2 separate regions of the Sus scrofa genome follow, and region 2 is linked to region 1. Evidence: chromatin contacts called from public HiChIP or PLAC-seq data. All regions are on one chromosome and are shown on one strand. Each heading gives the region's core, a stretch centred on a gene start, on an enhancer-like site or on the middle of the called end of the contact. The rest is flanking DNA. Distances are from core to core; before and after follow the strand shown. Region 1 overlaps SCARB2 (scavenger receptor class B member 2). Region 2 overlaps SEPT11 (septin-11).

The links. HiChIP or PLAC-seq counts read pairs in DNA pulled down with a chosen protein or histone mark.
Region 2: an H3K27ac HiChIP or PLAC-seq map of alveolar macrophages shows a contact between it and region 1. The contact joins two enhancer-like sites. A contact is called at or near these places in 2 of 2 datasets of contacts at active chromatin or transcription factors (alveolar macrophages and skeletal muscle).

Annotation. Positions count from the first base shown.
Region 1 is chr8:71,887,717-71,890,857 of Sscrofa11.1, forward strand. It overlaps SCARB2 (scavenger receptor class B member 2), which reads right to left. Exons shown (of 12, transcript NM_001244155.1): 2 at 92-249. Among named protein-coding and RNA genes, the nearest start is that of SCARB2, 21 kb to the right of the region's middle. Within about 2 kb of position 1,260, at least 8 of the 83 cell types and tissues checked have an H3K27ac peak or open chromatin away from gene starts, as enhancers often do. A contact at or near this core is called in alveolar macrophages and skeletal muscle, where this site is marked.
Region 2 is chr8:72,614,012-72,616,957 of Sscrofa11.1, forward strand. All of the region lies in intron 2 of SEPT11 (septin-11), which reads left to right. Among named protein-coding and RNA genes, the nearest start is that of SEPT11, 72 kb to the left of the region's middle. Within about 2 kb of position 1,575, at least 14 of the 83 cell types and tissues checked have an H3K27ac peak or open chromatin away from gene starts, as enhancers often do. A contact at or near this core is called in alveolar macrophages and skeletal muscle, where this site is marked.

The sequences.
Region 1 (3,141 bases), core at 10-2,509:
TGGTGGCAAGAGACAGAGACTCAGGCTACTGGTGGGGGGGGGTGTCACTCCATTTTCTGGATGGTGTGGCAGGGAGGGGGTCAGGACTTACCTGTAGGTGTATGGCCCCACTTCTTCCACCCGAGGGATCTCCCCACTGAGGATCTCCTCTGGATTGGTGACATTGAAGAAATAGAACTGGATGTACACGGGCAGAGGGGGCTTCTTCCAGGAGTCAAAGGTCTCGGAACCATTCCTCAACACAATATTCTAGGAGGGAAGACCAAAGGGATATTTACCAAGTGTAAGGCAGTTGGCTTTGAACACCAGAACCAAGAGAGGGGCACCCTGCCCTTTGACCTCCTGGCTCACTCATTTCTCCCCCCAGGCATTCAGCTACAGTCCCTTGAGAGCAGGACCATGACTTATGCATTTTTTCAAGTTAAGATTGCCAAGGTATTCAAGCAAGATAAAAGCATAGACTGAGAGTAAACAAACCAGAATACGAATGGTGACGAACTCTCATTTGATGAGATTTTGTCTATTCCAATTTTTTTATAATGAATGAAAAAAATTAATGCTGAAAAAAATTTTAGAAAGAAAATCCAGAGTTCCCATTGTGGCTCAGTGGCTCTGATTCAACCCCTAGCCGGAAAACTTCCATATGCCACAGGTGCAGTCCTAAAAAAAAAAAAACACACACAAAGAAAGAAAGAAAGAAAAAAAAAATCCTAAGAGGAAAATGGGAGCTAGTGATAAAGACAATGTAAGGCTACTAGTGAAATAATAACTAGGTTGCTGTCACCTGTCACTTCTCTAGCAGTGAGGATTTGAGTGACATTAAAGAGAGGTACTGGTTTCAAAACATGACCGAAACCACATGCTACAATATCCTGTGACACAACACACAACAGGAAGCCAATTTTTAGTAATCCAGTCCTCCAACTGAATAGAAGCCAGGCTCTGAGGGAACGTAACGGTATGGCTCTATTAATCAATGGAAAATATCCCAAGAATCTCTGCAGGGAAAAGCAAAGGGACTCTCGAATGCACGAATGCAGAAAACCTGAGCTTGTCAAAGCAAAGATAGGCATCTGGAGGACTGGAAGTAAATTCACATGCCCGAGTTGGCCATATCACAGAACTGGGGATTCCTTGTGGTTTGGCAGCAGTTCCGAACATCTCATCATCAGATTTCTGGCTGAACAACACATTATTGAAATATTCTTGGTCTTTCCTATTAGCATGGATTTACTGAGTTGAGGTCAGATGGGTGAGATAGAAAAGCATGAAGACAAAGCACAGAAGCCCTTGCCTCCAAGCTCTGGATCCAGCTCAGACTCTCTCCCCAGTAAACCCCCTCCCCTGCCTCCACCCACCCCAATCCCCCTGTCACTACCCCCCCACCCCCCCATCACAGAGCAACCTAACTGGTCATTCTAGTCAGTTTTAAAGAGCCTCATGGTCTTTCATCTTCTAAACAGGCATCATAGCTCTCTGGGGAGGAGGAGGGGAGAGGCAGGCCCAGAGCGGACAGAAGAACTGGGAAGGTTGACCAGATGTAACGCAGAGGCCCCAGAAGGCATGGAAGAAGAGCATGTTCAAGGTCACCCAGCTGCTTCTGTCAGAGCTGGATCTGGAAACCGGCGCCCCTTTTCTCCACTCTCCCACCCCACCTCGGCATACAACATTTTAATAAAATGGGTGTCAATCTACTACACATTTTAGTTATGCATGTTATATGGGAGAGTTTCTCTAGCATCAAGTGTACATACAACACCTGGAAACAGCTCAGTAACATGAACGTAACCTAACTAAAACTAATAAGTTACCTATCAGAAGTCGAGAGTTCCCACTGTGGCTCAGCGGGTTACGAACCCAACTAGTATTCATAAAAACGTGGGTTCGAACCCTGGCCTTGCTCAGTGGGTTAATGATCCAGCGTTGCCATGAGCTGTGGTGTAGGTTGCAGATGTGGTTTGGATCCCTAGCCTGGGAACCTCCATATGCCGCAGGTGCGGCCCTAAAAAGCAAAAACAATTAAAAACAAACAAATGAACAAAAACAAACAAAAAAACTATCAGAAGTCTAACATGTAAATAATTATTTTTCTTCTAGAGGATGTTGGAGGCTCAGAGACACCTTTAAAGTCATCTGATTTCATTAAAATAAGAAGTTCTTTCTCTTGTTCAGAAATTTCCAGAAAGGGGCGGGGCAAAAACTTCCCCTCCTCCATGAATTCCTTGGGCATCTTTCCTCAGCTGGATGGATCACCCCTTCCTATGAACCCCATCATACATGGCATAGGGATTTCTTAGGGTAAAAAGTGTTCAGGACAGAAAATGTCTTCTAGGAACTGAAGTTAATAGGAATGAACATGAAGCAGGTGATATCAGCAACCAAAAGTGAGAAGAAAAGTGCAGCAACTCAATGCTGGAGCATTTTAGGTTAATGGTTGTCTCCTCAAAACAGAAGCTGCTTGGAGTTCCCATCGTGGCCAGTGGTTAACAAATCCAACTAGGAACCATGAGGTTGTGGGTTCGATCCCTGCCCTTGCTCAGTGGGTTAACGATCCGGCGTTGCCGTGAGCTGTGATGTAGGTCACAGACGAGGCTCGGATCCTGCGTTGCTGTGGCTGTGGTGTAGGCCGGCAGCTACAGCTCCAATTCGACCCCTAGCCTGGAAACTTCCATATGCTGTGGGAGTGGCCCTAGAAATGGCAAAAAAAAAAGTCAAAACAGAAGGTGCTGACCTACAAAAAAGGAGTATGATTTTTTTCTTTAATCCTCCCCATCGTGTCTAGGACAATGTAGATCTTGGGGAAATCTTGGTTCAGTCAACAAAACACAGTACTAGAAAACCCTATTTTCCATCCATCTTGCTCATAAGATGCTGGGAGGGAAGACCTTGACATGAGGCAACCAGAGAAGAGCAGAAGAAAGACAGGCGCCATCAAAGGCAAAGCCACAGTCTGAGAGCTACCCATCCAAGGAGCCTTTAAAGTGTACCCAGAGGAATCGGTGGTCCCCTGGCCATTTCAGCCACATCGGCCACGGAGAAAGCAACAGCTTCAATACGATCAGAAACACATACATCCAGCACCTATTGGTTTGCGTATCTTTTTCCTAGTATTGTAAAGAGCTAAGAGCAGCTAGTTCCTTT
Region 2 (2,946 bases), core at 325-2,824, 730 kb after region 1:
CACAGCAACGCCGGATCCTTAACCCACTGAGCAAGGCCAGGAATCGAACCCGAAACTTCATGGTTCCTAGTTGAATTCGTTAACCACTGAGCCACGATGGGAACTCCCACACTGCTTTCAAGTGGATTATTTCCAGGTTTATAGTTCAAAGTATTTTATCGATAATGCTGAATAATAATCCTGAATAGTCACTATAGGCCAGGCACTTTGCCTGAGCCTTTTATATGTATTATCTCATTTTGTCAAACTTATGAGCAGGTGACATCATTATGCCATCTTCCAAATGAGAAAACAGGCTCAAGAAGGTTAAATACTGGGCCCCAAATTACATAGCTGGTGATAAATGGTACCAGGATTTGAATTGAGTCTTTTTTCTGACCTCAGAGCCATCCAAAGGCGATTGTTATACATTTTTTTTGGTTTTTTTTTTTGTTTGTTTTGTCTTGTTTTGTTTTTATGAATTTATTACATTTATAGTTGTACAATGATCATCAAATCCAATTTCATAGGATTTTCATTCCACAACCTCAGTGCATTCTCCCCACCCTCCGAACTGTCTCCTTTGGAAACCATAAGTTTTTCAAAGTGTGAGTCAGCATCTGTTCTGCAAAGAAGTTCATTCTGTCCTTTTTTCAGATTCCACATGTCGGTGAAAGCATTTGATGTTGGTGTCTCATGGTATGGGTGGCTTCACTTAGAATGGTAATTTCTAGGTCCATCCATGTTGCTAAAAATGCCAGTATTTGTTCCTTTTGATGGCTGAGTAATATTCCATTCTGTTTATGTACCACATCTTCTTGATCCACTCCTCTATACATTTTTTTAAAAATAAAATTTGTGAAGATTCTGAATGGTTGAGCCCTTGAGGTCGATGACTGTGGCTGTTGTGCTTCAGAATCACACACTGGTGGCAGTTCAGCTGCTCTCGAAGTTTCTGAAGGACTTGACACTGGAAACTTTAAAAAATCAAAGCCCCTCCCTTCTGGGGTCCTGCTTTGCTATGCAGGCTTTGCTACCTTCTGCCAAGGTGACAAGCGTGACTTTTTTCTTTCTCAGCCACACCTGCGGCACATGGAAGTTCCCGGGCCAGGGATTGAACTCGAGCCACAGCTATGGCAGTGCCGGATCCTTAACCCACCATGCCACAGCGGGAACTCCAGGAGTGACTTTTAAAGAAATCGTCTCATCCAGCTCTTTCCATCTTGCAGAGAAGGGAGCCAAGACCCAGGAGAGCCAGTGACCTGCTTAAGTCCCTCAGACTCAGAACTGGAGCCAAATCCTCTGACGTTTGCTTATAATACAAACCCAAGGACAGTGGAACCGAGGTGTTCTAGATAGGTAGTTTGCAGGCAGATTCTTCAGTGGCTGCCCGCTGCCCAGTCAGTAATTCCTTTCCAATCTCTGAGCTCTTGTTTGGGACCCTGGTCACTGACTGATTTATGGTGAAAAAAATCTTAACCGTTTTGGAGCTACAGATGGAATGAATCAAGTTTAACTTCGGCCCTCTGTACAGTTGGAGGTTTATGGTGAGTCAGCCTTTGTACAAAATGTGAGCGCTTGTAAAAGTCTTACATAACGCAGCTCGGGTTACTGTGGGTGCCGCTTGTGTGCACCTCCAGCCTGTGGCCTAGAGACTAACTAATGCCTGCAGACAACACAAGCTCTGCCACCACAAAGTGCTTCCTGCGACAGTATCCATTTAGGACATTTTTTTGCTAGTTATGTAGTTTATGTCCCAACAGAGCACTTCCCCATAGCCATTCCCGTGGGGTTTCATGGCAACTTCAGTCCACTTCTGTTGTCATTATTTTATGTTTAAAAAAATTTACTTATTCATTTAAAATCACACTAACTGTATTATATGTTAACACAAATAACAGTTTTAGGAAGCGCAACTTTTTCAAGCCAGTAAATGAGTGAGATGAGATACATTGTTTTACGTTTTTGTAATTCTTGTTCCTGTGGGACCTCATAGAGGATAGCTGGGTCTTTTTTTTTTTTTGCTTTTTTTTAGGGCTACTGCTGCAGCAACGTCAAATCCGAGTCATGTCTTAGACCTACACCACAGCTCACAGCAATGCCGAATCCTTAACCTACTGAGTGAGGCCAGGGATCGAACCTGCAACCTCATGGTTCCTAGTTGGATTCGTTTCTGCTGTACCACGACGGGAACTCCTGACAGCTGGGTCTTCAGAGCCGCTTTTTGTTTACTCCCATGCAGTATGTCATTGTGGTTGAAGTACATGAGAAGTTCCAGCCTCACAGATAATGGGGTTGGAAAAGGAGGAACTCGTATACCCCCAAAAGTTCCCTGGAAAGGCCCCAGGGAACCTCTGACCACACTTGAGAATGACTCCTTTCTTTCTTTTGTCTTTTTAGGGCCACACTCACAGCATATGGAGGTTCCCAGGCTAGGGGTCTAGTCGGAGCTCAGCTGCCGGCCTACACCACGGCCACATCAAAGCCAGATCCTAGCCGAGACTATGACATGCACCACAGCTCACAGCAATGTCGGATCCTTAAGCCCCTGAGTGAAGCCGGGGATCGAACCTATGTCCTCATGGATGCTAATCAGATTCGAGAACGACTCCTTTCAAGTAACTCTTCCAGCTCTGAATCCTCATTCATGCCCCTCTAGGGATGAGCACTGGGTGTCCTGATAGAGAAGGAGGGGGGCGCTTTTATTTTGAAGTTAAGACTCTTGGTGTGTGGTGTATAAGGGAACATTTAAAAATTAAAAAAAAAAAAAAAGAAAGAAAACAAGAAAATGATTCATTGCCAATTCAGGATAGCATTTGTCTCTGGTGGTGGCGGGAGGGAGAGCTGTGCCATCATTTGGGGGACACCGGGGCCTCAGCGCTCTTGCTGGTGTTGTGTTTCTTGAACTGGGTGTTGTATATGCATGTTCATCCTATTCTCTTTATATGATAAGGATGCTGTAGACAC